2 separate regions of the Ovis aries genome follow, and region 1 is linked to region 2. A link is a contact called in public Hi-C data. All regions are on one chromosome and are shown on one strand. The core of a region is the stretch at or near the end of the contact, and the rest is flanking DNA. Distances in the headings are between cores, read along the strand shown.

Region 1 (6,671 bases), core at 89-2,588, 1.2 Mb after region 2:
GACTGCAAGGAGATCCCACCAGTTCATTCTGAAGATCAGCCCTGGGATTTCCTTGGAAGGAATGATGCTAAAGCTGAAACTCCAGTACTTTGGCCACCTCATGCGAAGAGTTGACTCACTGGAAAAGACTCTGATGCTGGGAGGGATTGGGGGCAGGAGGAGAAGGGGATGACAGAGGATGAGATGGCTGGATGGCATCACTGACTCAATGGATGTGAGATTGAGTGAACTCCAGGAGTTGGTGATGGACAGGGAGGCCTGGCGTGCTGCGATTCATGGGGTCGCAAAGAGTCAGACACGACTGAGTGATTGAACTGAACTGAACAGTAAAGACTGGGGCTTCCTAGGCAGCACAGTGGTAAAGAATCCACCTGCCAAGGCAGGAAACACCAGAAACGTGAGTTCGATCCCCAAGTCAAAAAGATCCCCTGGAATAGGAAATGGTAACCCACTTCAATATTCTTTGCCTGGAAAACTCCATGGACAGAAGAGCCTGGCAGGCTACAGTACATGGGATCACAAGAGTCAAACACAACTGAGCAACCTCGCACGCGCGTGTGCGCACACACACACACACACACACACACACCCCATTACTGCTGAATGAGAATTTAAGTCAGAGATAAAAGGCACCCCATTTCTTCAACTCTATTCAACAATTTAAAAAGCCATGTAGCAAATTAATAAGAGACTGAAATTTAATTTCAGCATTTACTCATCTCACAGAGGTATGATCAGAGAAGTCCAAAAGCACAATGCCAGTGCTCATCACCAAAGGAAGAAGACAACCTAACCATTTCCTGGTGAGGGCTATAGCCACATACTTGACACATGTGCTCAGAAAATAGTTGCTAAATGAATGAAGGACTCAAAACTAAGGCACAAATCTTGCCCTGGTAAGTACTGTGAAATCACTTCAAATACTCCTAAACTAGAAGCATTAACTTGAAGCATAAGCTTCTGAAGAAACCGATGTGTAAGATTCCGTTTTTTGAGTCATAAATTCTGGCATGGGGAGTGTGACATCTCTCTCTTTGGCTGGGGAAGCACACAGAGGAGACTTAAGCAGAAGTCAGCCAAGCTCAGCAGTTTTCTTAGGCCCCAGGGGACTCAGGCTACAGTGTTTTGTTACAAGTTGGCTGAATTTCTCAACTTTAAAGACTGAACTAATAAAAAGTATTTAGAAATCCAAATGGCAAAAGAAAGTGAAAAAAATCCAGTAAATCCAGCCTGCTGGGAGGCCCTTTGCTGAGAAGACGGTATGCCCTCCATCCCTGTCCTGCGTGTGTGTTCTCTCTAAATATCGCAGTGGTGCAGAACTTTAATATGGCAAGGGCTAGAAGGGGCTTCCCACACTTTGCGAATAAAAGGCAGAATGACTCTTTAGAGACCTAGAGGTGGGCTTATCATTAACACAGTTCCTCAGAGAGTGCTTCACACACTTAGCCAGATCTGCACAGAGAGGATTAATGTAAAAGCAGGCAGGAAATAAAGGCAGGGGGCAAAGGAGACTTGTAAAACCCAACCACCATCTGCCGTTTCAAATCCAGCAGCACCAAGGTAGTTTAATTTGCAGAAATTTTCCTTCTGGTTTCAAAACACTGCTTAGGCAAAGATGGAGTAGGTCACCTGGGAGTTATGCACAAAAGGGCTTTACTTAGTGGAGATAAATGAATGAACACACAGAAAACAACAAAACAGGAAGATCACAAATGTGTGCCTTGATAACAAGATATTACAACAATTAGATTAGTATTTGGCAGTGGAGCTGCTCAAGTCAGGCCAAACCATGGAATTTACTCCACCTTAACCAAAAAAAAAAAAAAAGTTTATAAGAGCTATCTTTGACCAAAATGTAAAGGAATAGTAACTCTTTTTTGTTGATGTCTTTTATAACTTTAGGTTTATAGAATTGAATGAATCACATTCCTCATTCACAGTATGCTGTCATCCACAAGGCTATTATATTCTATTTCAGTTTGTTTTATTTTACATCTCTTTATTCCCCATTCCCAGTCCCAATCTCTTCCCAGGTAGTATAGACACCAACTCTGGTACATTTAAAGTTTGATCTTTCATACATATTTACTTAGATATGTGTATATCTATATTATGATAGGTAAATCTTGCTTATATCAAGATTTTTCCTGTTGCATAGCATTCCATTAAATGCATGTACCACATTTCATTTAGACATTCAGATGTAGATAGACACCTATATCATTTCTGACCTTTGTTAGAACAAGTAATACTGCCATGAACATTTTCATAAGTCTTTCTTAGGGCATCTATTTGTAGAACCATGCAAGTGGTTTTCCAGATGTTGACATTCCTCTGGGCGTGGAATTTCTAAGCATAGTATATGCATGTCCTTAATTTCACTCTGCAGTGTCAAGATGGCTCACTAGAATAGCTGTTTATATTTCTACCAGCACAGGAAAATTCTCATGTCCCCACATCTTTGGTGAGTATTTGATGATACCTGATTGATCATTCTTGCCAACTGGACTGCTAGAAAATGTAGTCATTTTAAACTGCATTTTTCAGATTATATTCACTTAAAGATATTTAATAATTACATGAGTTTCCTTCTCTATTAATTACTTATTAACAGTCTGTGTTTTCTGACTTTTCTCGCTATGAATTAAAACTGTGTTCAAGAATCCCTTGAATATCCTAGATAATAATTTTTTTGTTGGTATGACACATTGAAAACAACTTTTCTAATCTCTTTTCCTATAGGTTGCTTGTCTATGATGGCCATTGTTAAATAGGGATCCTTGATTTTGGCAAAAAATAATTTTTAGGGTTGACTGTAGACTATCTGGAGTCTTATTTATGAAATCTCAAACAAAATGACAAAAATACTCTTTTGCATTTTCTTTCATATGCTTTACAGTGCTTTCCATATTAAGGTCTTTAATCCATCTAGATTCCATGTGGAGAATCGAAGATTCATGCTAACTCCCAAGGGGATGAAAGCCGTGCAACTCCAACCAACTTTACCAAATTCAGGAATGTCAGCAAAAAATGGAAAAATTTCTCATTTTTCAAGAGAAACCATAACCTATATTCTTTCTATGTAACACTTCCTGATATTTAAAACATATATATGAGCCCAGACTCATCCTTGTGAGCTGCCAGCTGGTGACATTTGAGTCACAGAATTTCTCTTTAATAATTTGACCTGACCTTTGTAGATTTGTACTCTAGTTATCACCAGAACAAGCAGCTTTTCTCTATTCCTTTATTTAACTGAGTGTACCTGCTCCTAACCTGTTCCTAATTCTCCCCATTTAGTAATTTTTATCCCCATCTTTGTATAGACAAAATAACGAACCATCCCTCAGTCAACTTATTTCCTTGTCATTACACGAATACAACCTAATGGTAACAGGGATAGTCACGTGCTTTTCAAGAACCAACTCTGATGTGGCATAAAAGAGGAGTTATTTTTTTACCAACTGCCTCACAATGCAGATTCCAGGAATGTATGTGCCTACACCAAGGACTGACTGGAGGGAGCTGTTTTATAAATACCTTGAAAACAAGTGCTGTGTCGTCAGTCCCAGGAGTTCCTCACAAAAGCATTTAACGGAGGATTCCTTTGTCCCTGCATCCTCTAGCAAGTGAATGCTTTAAAAACAAAAACACACTGACCCTCAAAGCAGGTATGGAGGTGGCCAACAGAAACTTTGCACATCCTGGAACAACTCGGATAAGAGAATTCTGGTTGGCCAACTTATAATAAACTAGAGAAGAACTTGGTAGAAACTTTGGTAAATTACATTAATATTCAAAATACCTGACACCTTTTCTGTAGGAAGATTACTTTCACTGTGTTGATGTTATATGTGGCCATGAGACCTGTAATATTCTGTCCTGGAGGCACCTTATTGAATTTGGGACTAGTCACATGACTGGCTTTGGCAAAGACATGTGAACAGAAGTGCTGCTTTTGAACAAAACTTTCTTTCTTCCTTTGACTGACACATCACAGAAGAGCCCACTCCTTCAACCTGAGTCACAGAATAAAGATGACATGGAATAAAGCCTCGACTGACTTGCAGTGGAAATGCTGCATGAGTGAGAGACAGGCCTTTGTGGTCATAAGCCACTGAGATTCTGGGGCTGTTTGCTGCCACAGCATAACTGAGCCTCAGCTGACACACAAAATTTACTATAACAAGTTCATGATACCTGCATTTTAGACATTTTCCTTCCATGATTAATAGTGATTTATGTTGTTTCACTAATTCTCTTCTACTAAGCATACCACTTAATGTCCTTGAAAAGCTTCGAGAATTTAGGAGCAAGTTAAACTTAAAAAGTGTTTAATTTTAAAGAGTTATTTTATGTACCAACTTCTACTTTCCAGTGTGGCATGAAAAATATTTAGAAGTCACCACTCTGCTAACAAGAGAAAAACTAAACAAATGGAAAATCAACAGTTCTTCTTAGAGCCATCAGAAAAGAGAAGTCACAAGGCAAATTCCTATCCTTAAAACTGTAGCGATGGACAGGCATATATGGAGAATCACAGCTTCCCAGAGCAGAAACAGGAGAGCTGACACCTCCGCAGAAGCACGTACAGGGTAGGAAAACCTGGAACTGTAATTGATGAATGGCTGGAGGCTCAGTGTGGACAACTCTGAGAGTTAAAACTCCAGGTGGTGAGGGGACCCACACACTTTTGCAAGTTTCATCTCCTGGAGCTGAACCAGGTTTTCACAGTGAGTATCAGAGGAAAATCCTCTAATGCTTCCAGCAGGGGGAAGAGAAATTGAACTATTTTGAAATACAGTAGAACATTTTTTTAAACAAGGCTAGCCCTTGAGAGAAATTGTTTTACCTGAGCCCAACCTACTGGGGTTTTATCAGACCCTAACTGGTCTGGGTGAAGGGAAATGGCCAACTCCAGCTCACAATGGCCACCCTGTCCCACCTAAGGGGGTGGGGAGTTGAAGGGGCAGGAAGAGAAGCACTTGTGGGGTTCCCAGCCCTGGCCACAGGCTCAGTAAAAGACCAAAACCTGATCACAGGACTAGTGAACTCTGTCCTTCCTCCCACACCTTACCACCATATCACTAAAGGGATATTTGTTGGAGTTCCTTTCGTTCAGTGCATCATGACTGGCTTTCAACAAAATTACAAGGCATACCAAAAGGCAAAAACACAGTCTGAAGAGACATAGCAAGCAACAGAAGCAGACTCAGTTATGGCAGAGATGTTAGAATCCCCAGACCATGAATTTGAAATATCTGTGATTAATACGCTACGAGCTCTAATGAAAAAACAGACAACATGCAAGAACAGATGGGCAAAGCAAGTATAGAGATGGAAATTCTACGAGAGAACCAAAAAGAAAAGCTAGAAGTCAAAAACACTGTAACAGAATAAAGAATTCCTCCAATGGGCTTACCAGTACACTGAGCACAACTCAGGGAAAAATCTCTGTGCTTGAAGATATGGCAAGAGTTCCATTACTAGGGGCTTTTAATACAAATAATGTGAATTTTAAAAACATAGAAACCTTGCCATTTGGAATCCTCGAGTTTCAGAATATCATCTTCATTGGGCAACTTCCATTTGAGCATTATTTAAAATTATGAGATGTGAGAATTTGAAAAAAAAAAACCTGGCCAGTTGCACCTCTGAACACATCAACATCTGTTCCTGCCAGCCAAAAAGTGAGGTTTCCCCTTGCTGTTAAATTTGTCACCTTCTGTGTGAAAATAGAGGACCAGTGGCATAGTGAAAATAAAGCACTAGAACACTAGGAAATTACCTTACAATATTCTCCCCAACATCCATTTGTCCGGAAGCTCTAAAGACAGTTTTGCCAACAAATAAAGATTTGGTTTCTCTTAGCTAGAGAAGTACACACAAGTGAAATCTACACAAATATCTATAGGTTTTTCTCTTTTATTTGTATTGCTGAAAATTCTTCCTTACATCCCATCTGGCTTCCTGGAAAGAGTCCCTTGTGGGCATCCAGTTGTCACACTAAGTACTTAAACATTCCGTAGTCATTTTATAAGAATACTGAATCACGTCTAAAGTTTGTCACTGACATTTATAAAGTTCATAATATTCGAAACTTACAATTAAAATGGAAACACAGAAAATTTAAGACTTCGGGATGATAACCAGTGATAGTCAACAGTGTGTGTATGCGTGTGTGTGCGTGCTCAGTCATGTCCTACTCTTTGCAAGTCCATGTACGATAGCCTGCCAGGCTCCTCTGTCCATGGAGTTTCCCTGTCCAGAATACTGGGGTGGATTGCCATTTCCTACTTCAGGGGATCTTCCCAACCCAGGGATCAAACAGCTGTCTCTGGCATCTCCTGCACTGGCAGACAGATACTCTACCACTGTGCCACCTGGGAAGCCCTCAACAGTAAGTAGTATCTGCTTTAAAAAAAAAAAAAACTTATAAGCACATTATTTTTCCAGGCTTCTAACTTAATGGACCTTATCATTTGGGGATTTCTGAAAGGGAATTTGAGTTTGGGTTTTACAGGCCCACTGGCCTCATCACCAAGTTATTCTCACAGTACCTGGGAATAACAGCTACGAAACTCATAAACACATAGGCTGGCACCTTGGGAATCTATGTCCTTTGCACTATACTACAGTGTCTCTTCTAGAGAACAGAAAAAGAGGATATA
Region 2 (7,066 bases), core at 613-3,112:
ATGTGGGTAAGAAAGCAAGTCTTCGTGTCACTCCACTGCACTGCGGGTATCGCAAGCCCTTCTCAGCAAACCAGGCACCTACGATGGGGTGTCCACTGCCCTCCTGGGTCCCCAGTGCCTCTGACGAAGCTGCCTACCTGCCCCTCCACGCTTTTCAGCATTGTGCTCACTGTACTGACAACATTCACCTCAGTTCTGCCCGTCATCCTGCCTGTTTAGGACAGGGGAGAGAACGTGGGGCCAGAGGGGACCATGGAGGGAAGCCTCCAGAAGGCCCATGGCCTTTCATTCCTGTCCCAAGGCCGGGAGGCCAAGTCTAAAGAGAAGCTTCTTAGAGAGGCCTGGGAAGGGGCCAGGGAGGGGCGTGCAGAGCTCTCTGGAATGTCCAAGGCTCTCAAGGAATCTGTCAGATGAGAAGGGAAAAGGAAAGTGGTAACCAGGTCAAAGGACATGAGTTTTCAGATGATTATTCATCACAACTAGAGGATGACCAACCGTTGACTAGATTACTAATCCCACGGGTATGGAGGGAAAAGGCTTGTTGGCTTTTTTGCAGTGTTTCCCCTGCCATGCAAGGGTGGGGCCCAGCACTCAAAAGCGGGGGGTGTCAGGGGGTGGGGGAGTTGGGGGGATTGAAGCCAGAATCTTCCGGCTCAAGCTATGGTTCCCCTCTCACCAGCATGTGACCTTTTTAGGCCCCAAATTCCTCATCTAAAAATACGGGCAGTTGCCACCTGGGGCTGCACTGCACACTCTGTGAGAACATTTCTCATAAAGAGGGAATGCAGCCATTATTGTTAATATGCAGGAGCCCTAATTTCTCTCCAAGCCAACTAGTGCTGTCTCAATATCAGCAAAGAGAAAGATAGGTATTTATCAAGCCATTTTGTAATCTTTGGGGATTTTCAAAGGCTTTTTAAAGCCTGAAGAAAAGCAGCCAAATTGCTTCGGTTTCTCCATCTGTTCCTCCATGTTATCTCCATCATCTTGGGGGAAAACATGGGCCCTTTGGGGAAAGGCCTTGGCAGGTAGCCACCGTCAGGCCTCCCCACCGGCTTGGAGGGGCAGCCAGCTAGCAGGTAGTCGCCCAAGGAAGGATGAGCTCGGACAGGCCACCTGAGACCTTGGGTCCAGGGTTGCCTTGTACTCTTTTGCCCTCATGGGCCACTGCCTCCATTAAAAAAATATTTTAAAATATATTTTGTTACTTCACTGGTATAAAAGTAATTCAGAACCACCGCTGGGTTATTACATATTCATCCTTAATTTCTCTGATGGTTTTGAGAAAATAAAAATATAACTGGAAATAGGTGAAGTATGAGGAGCGGTATGGCCTCTAGGGGGCAGCACGAGCTCACCAGATGCTTATGTGACCCGGGGTGGCGGGTAAACCGTGGGTGAGCACCCAGCAGCGACTCCCACCGCTGACTCACAAAGGCCTTTTGCTTCTCCCAGCGCCTTCTCGGAGAGGGCTGTGTTAGCGCCTCTCACCCTCAGCCCAGGAAGCAGAAGGGCGGAGCGGGAGTTACTGCCCCACTCGGGGCAGAGAGGCTCACCCTGGGAGGCGCAGGGCCGCGCGGGGTCACACGGTGGCAGAGGCGGGACCCGACCAGAATTTCCTGGCTCCTCCTGCCGGAGTCTGCCTCGGAGCCTCAGCAGGCAGGATGCTCCGAAGGCCCGAGAAGTTGGTGATGTCGGCTCAGCCCTGCCGCGTCCCCCATCCCAACACTGGCAGGCAGGGAGCAGCCGCCCCTTCCCTTCTTGGCACCCCTCCCCCCACATGCCTTTGTTCACTCGCTCTGCCTACCCTCCCCCCACAACACCCCACTCCCTCCAGAGTCTGGCAGGTGGGAGAAGTTCCTCCGCTCCCCCAGAACTGAGCCGGACATCAAAGGCGCACACAGAGGACAGGACGAACCGGTGCAGCACAGGGGTGGGGGGCGGCTGGGGGGCCTGGGCCAGGAGGCACAGCAAAAAAGACCAGAAACAAAACCAACAGAACACCAGGCGGGAGATGATCGCATCTCCAGGCTCCCAGGGGGAACACCCAGCACATGGCCGGTGGGAACAATAGGCCTTCCTTTCTCCCCTCCCCAGCTGGGAACGCACCCTCTGGGGAAGGGGAGAGAGGGAGAGGGAGACCCTCTCTCCCCTAGGGTCTGCCTGAGTAGGGCCTGGACCCCAGGGGAAGCTAGTTTACAACACACATAATTGATTTTCTTTCCTTTTGTAGAGGTGAGGGTGGTGCCTAAACCCATGACAGAAACTGCTCCGCCTTGCTGGATGAGCAGAAAAAGTTGCTCATTTTTTAAAGGGGAAATATGAGATGCCAGCTGACTGAAATGGATATGGCAAAAGGGCAACCCTGTTCTCTTTCAGAGAGCATCTGTTTGGTTCAAAGGGGCCAAGAAGATTCTGGAACTTTGGCAAAGTGTGGCCAGGCCTGAGGCAGGGGTACAAGGCCTTCCGCAGAGGCCCTGGGGGGTGGATGGGGGGGACGCCTGGGGGCCCCTCTGCAGGACAGAGGTGACATCCGCCACAGAACAGCCCACCCTCAGCATCACCTCACCGGCAGGAGTCTGTCTCATCTCTCACACACAGTGACCCCAGCGCCCGTCTGGTTAGGCAGGTCCAGCTAGGAAGCAGAAATGACAGGCTCATCATGCAGATGGAGAATAAGCCATAGCTGGTCTCCCGTGTTGCTCCTCTGACCCCCCAGGAGATCGGCACGACGAGGGGACAGTCTAGTTTAGGTTGGGAGAGCAGGACTGAGACCTGCTCAGGAAAGGAACAGGACCCTCAGGAGAACGCCTGGTTGTGGAGGCTATGGCTAGGGACCTTCCTGGTAGGGGGACGGGCAGGAGGTCAAGAGCCACAGGAAGAACTCGTCTAAGGAAAGTCTGCACTTGGGGGTAGCCGTGGCTTTGCCCAGGCCAAGCCAGACTCACCATGTTCGGGAATTCTGTGACACAGGATGACTGACTTCCACAACCAAAGGGGACTTTCAGGAGATCTCTTTTTTTTTTAAGCTTTTTTTGTATTAGGGTATAGCCGATAAACAATGCTGTGAGTTTCAAGTGAACAGCAAAGGGACTCAGCCATGCATATACATGTTATCCATTCTTCCCCTCACATCCAGGCTGCCACGTAACATTAGGCAGAGTTCCCTGTGCTATACAGTAGGTCCTTGTTGGTCTGAATGCTCTCGTCTGATCCCCGCGAATTGCCACTGAAAGGGGTTTTGGAGGAAATATCCTTAAACCCCTGTGTGGCCCAAAGGGACAGTGTGACTTGCTGAATGCCCCACAGCTGCTCAGAGGACAGAAACAGGAAGCCCTGGTTCCCCGATCCATGGTCTGGAGCTCCTGCTGGTAGATCACCTTGACAATGGAAAACGTAGGTGGCCTCGAGGAGCCCTGAGGACCTGGAGTGACTGAAGCCCAGGGCGGAGGATGCAAAATGGACTTTGATTTTAAGGTCAGACCGGAGAGGGAGGTAAGCCACCAAAATGGGGTGATTTATCAGAGTAGCTAGAAAGCCAAAACATGGCCAGCTGGAGGTCACCTGACAGGGAAGGACATCTGTGAAATGGTGTCTAAGGTTCCACCCATCTCCGGTGTTTGGAGACATGCTGTTCTAGGAGCCTGAGACTCCAGGGAACTCAGAGGTAGTCAGTGTGCAAGGAGCAGGCCTGGGAGGGCCATGACTCATCCCTCAGTCATCCCTGGACCCCTCAGGCAGCCCTGAGTCAGCAGCCATTTCTGAGATGGGCACCATCTCCCGAGGCCTTTGATGGTGACTCAGCAGAAAGGGTCAGGCGGAGGCACCACCTTCCCCTGGGGCGGCCTGTCAGCTGGAACCTCCCACCTGGGCCTCCTGGGTCCCTCCTCTGTCTCTGGGAGAGCAGAGTGCTGGCTTCCTCCCAGGATCTCACCCCACGGCCTCTCAGAGTCTCCCCAGCCCCAGGCAGGGGTGCGGTACCACAGGACCCCCGTGGACTAGGGCAACATCATTTTGGCTCCTCTGAGTTAAGCAGCCAGATTTCTTCAAAAGCTTATTTTGCCAAAGAAAAGAGTATAGGGTTTAGATTTGGAAAACGCTTTAGAGAACAGTCAACTCTATAATCTCACAGATGAAGAAACTGGAGTGTGGATTGATGGTGTGATTTTCCCGAGAATACCCAGAGCTTATTTCCTCGAGGCCATCATTTTGCCTGGTTAACCAGTAGGGCAGGCTGAGAGGTCTTCTGAGAGAGGAACACAGCGCCAGCTCACGTGCCTGGGCTTGTCCTGTGGCCAGCAGAATCACACCCCTGCCCCTGCTCCCCAGATGTCCAGCCTTCGGTCCCTGGAACCTGTTAATAGATCACCTTATACAGCAAATGGGACTTTGCAGACATGATAACATTCAGGATCTTGAGGTGAAAGCACATTCCGGATTATCTGGGTTGGTAAACCTACCGACACAGGAATCCTTGTAAGTGAAAGAGGGAGGAAGGAGAGGCAGAGAGTCAGGGGGAAAGGGTTGAGGTCCAAGGAGCTCAGGTTCTAGGAGCTGGGAAAGGAAGGAAACCGATTCCTCCCTGGAGCACCCAGAAGGAATCAGTCTGCCTGCTCCTTGATTTTAGCCCAGTGAAACCCATTCAGACTTCTGACTTCCAGAACACCAAGATAATAAACCTGTGCTGCTATAACAAGTTTGCAGTAATTCGTTACAGCCGCAGTGGGTTACTGACACATGTCTCCTTCCTGCTCCATTCCGCTGCAATTCAGTTGGTGGTTTTAAAGAATATGTTTGAAAACTAATTTGCCATCCCTTGATTTCCACTTAATGAGATATAAACATAAGCTACTTAGGAAGATGATGGTAAAAATACTTTTCTTCAATAATGAGAGTTGTACATACTTAAACAAGTTGGACTCAGTTGAATATAAAAAATAATAAAAGGTAACAGTAGCTGCTACTATGGACAAGTGTGCTGTGCTTAGTCGCTCAGTAGTGTCCTATTTTTTGCAGCCCCATAGACTGTAGCCTGCCAGGCTCCTCTGTCCATGGGGATTCTCCAGGCAAGAATACTGGAGTGGGTAGCCATTTCCTTCTCCAGAGGATTTTCCTGACCCAGGAATCGAACCCAGGTCTCCCACGTTGCAGGCAGATTCTTTACCATCTGAGCCACCAGGGAAGCCCAGGTGATGTGTACAGGTAGGTGAGAGCTGATTATTCCTTCACAATCTGCTATTAGATTATCATGAAATCTCTGTCTCTGCACAAAAGACTAACTTAAGGGAAACATCATGGTGTTGCAGAGGTAAGATTCAAATAAACTATAGGTTTGGCCATCAGACAACCAGATTGCTCTGAGCCAACTGCCAGCCACAGGACCATGTAGGGATCAAGCCTCAGGTGTGAGACTTCCCTAGTGGTCCAGTGGTTAAGAATCCCCCTGCCAATGCAGGGGACGTGAGGTCAGTTCCTGGTCTGGGAAGATGCCACATGCCTCAGAGCAACTAAGCCCACACGCCACAAATACAGAAGCCTATGTACCACAACTACTGAAGTCTGCACACCACAGAGCCTGCATGCTGCAACTACTGAGCGCACGAGCCTAGAGCCTGTGCTCCATGACAAAAGAAGCCAGTGCAATGAGAAGCCCGCACCCTTTAAGGAAGAGCAGCCCCTGCTCCCCTCGATTAGAGAAAGCCTGAGTGCAGCAATGCAGACCCAGTGCAGCCTAAAATTAACAAATGATTTTAAAAAAATCTCTGGTGCATATTAGGCTAGAAGCTATAGGCCCCTAGCTCTACATTCAGTTCATGTGAGGAGAGTTGTAAATATTTGGCCAACCCATGTAACTTGAATCCTATTAACTTCACAAAATTAAATCCATTTTGCATACTCCTTATGCGGCTGACTCATTAGAAAAGACCCTGATGCTGGGAAAGACTGAAGGCAGGAAGAGGAGAGGACAACAGAGGATGAGATGGTTGGATAGCATCACCGACTCGATGGACATGAGTTTGAGTAAACTCTGGGAGACGGTGAAGGACAGGGAAGCCTGGCGTGCTGTAGTTTGTGGTGTCGCAGAGTTGGACATTACTTAGTGGCCAAACAACAACAACAACGCTAATGAGCAGAGCCTCCCATACTGTTCAAAGATAGGGATAACTGTATATCCTGTGGTAGCTGCCTCTGGATGTGGACAAGGGTACATCTTCACACACACCGTGTCAACCCATCTGGGCTGAAGCATTTCAGTGTATATCACAGACACTGTGACAGGCTCTGGCCCTCAACACCTGGGGATGCAGGTCAGGCTCCGCTGAGAAGCCTCTCCCCCATTCTGTCCCAGTCCCATCATGGTGTGGGGCCGAACAGCTTCCACCACTCTGTGTGGATCAGCCAGGAGACAGGATGTCCGGCTCCCCTCCTGGGAGGTGCCCCACCTGCTCCAAGTGGTTCTCTGGCAACTCTCTCCACTTGGCTTGAGGTTGACAGTCACGTTCTCAGCATATTAACAACTCACCTCTCTGTCTTCCTCATCAACCCCACCTCTCCTCCCCACACCCCGAGGTGATGGGCTCAGGGTCACTGGGCTCCCTTTTCTGGGTCGCTGCATAGCATGTTCTGTGTGGATGGTCTCCTGCCCTCCCTAGCCTCTGGAGTGGCTGATAGTACCCCCATGTCCTTAGCTTTAAGGGATCAGCTGAGATTCTGCCGCAAGAGGAAAAGCCCCCTAAACATCCTGCTACAGAGCAATGGAAGTCGTCACGTTTCCCTTTTCACCTCGATTGCTAAGGCTGCGTTTCATACCTGCCTGTTCTAACTTCTCCTGGATCTAGATCTCAGAAACCCCTGGACCCATCTATCCCCCTGCCTTCTTCCCCCTCCCTCCCCGCTAACTCATTCATGCCTTCTCTCTGCTGCTCCCTTGCCTTGTTCTTTTGCCCTTCCTTTAATGATTCTGTTGCTCATTCACCTCTGAAACTGAGGCAGAGTTACCTAGAATGAATGAGTTGTTTAAAAAAAAGTATAAAATTTTACTACAACTTTCCCAGTGGATGGCTCC

Evidence for each region. Hi-C and Micro-C count contacts between places; a contact is called where the count stands out from the background.
Region 1: a contact with region 2 is called in a Hi-C map of skin fibroblasts, with 4 times the contacts expected there. The contact joins two enhancer-like sites. A contact is called at or near these places in 2 of 16 Hi-C or Micro-C datasets (skin fibroblasts and tail adipose tissue).

The regions. Positions count from the first base shown.
Region 1 is chr1:232,421,018-232,427,688 of ARS-UI_Ramb_v3.0, forward strand. No RefSeq gene overlaps it. Among named protein-coding and RNA genes, the nearest start is that of GMPS, 110 kb to the right of the region's middle. Within about 2 kb of position 1,339, at least 4 of the 54 cell types and tissues checked have an H3K27ac peak or open chromatin away from gene starts, as enhancers often do. A contact at or near this core is called in tail adipose tissue, where this site is marked.
Region 2 is chr1:231,199,074-231,206,139 of ARS-UI_Ramb_v3.0, forward strand. The region is part of intron 1 of LOC132657285 (a long non-coding RNA gene); the gene reads right to left. Among named protein-coding and RNA genes, the nearest start is that of CCNL1, 35 kb to the left of the region's middle. Within about 2 kb of position 1,863, at least 36 of the 54 cell types and tissues checked have an H3K27ac peak or open chromatin away from gene starts, as enhancers often do. A contact at or near this core is called in tail adipose tissue, where this site is marked.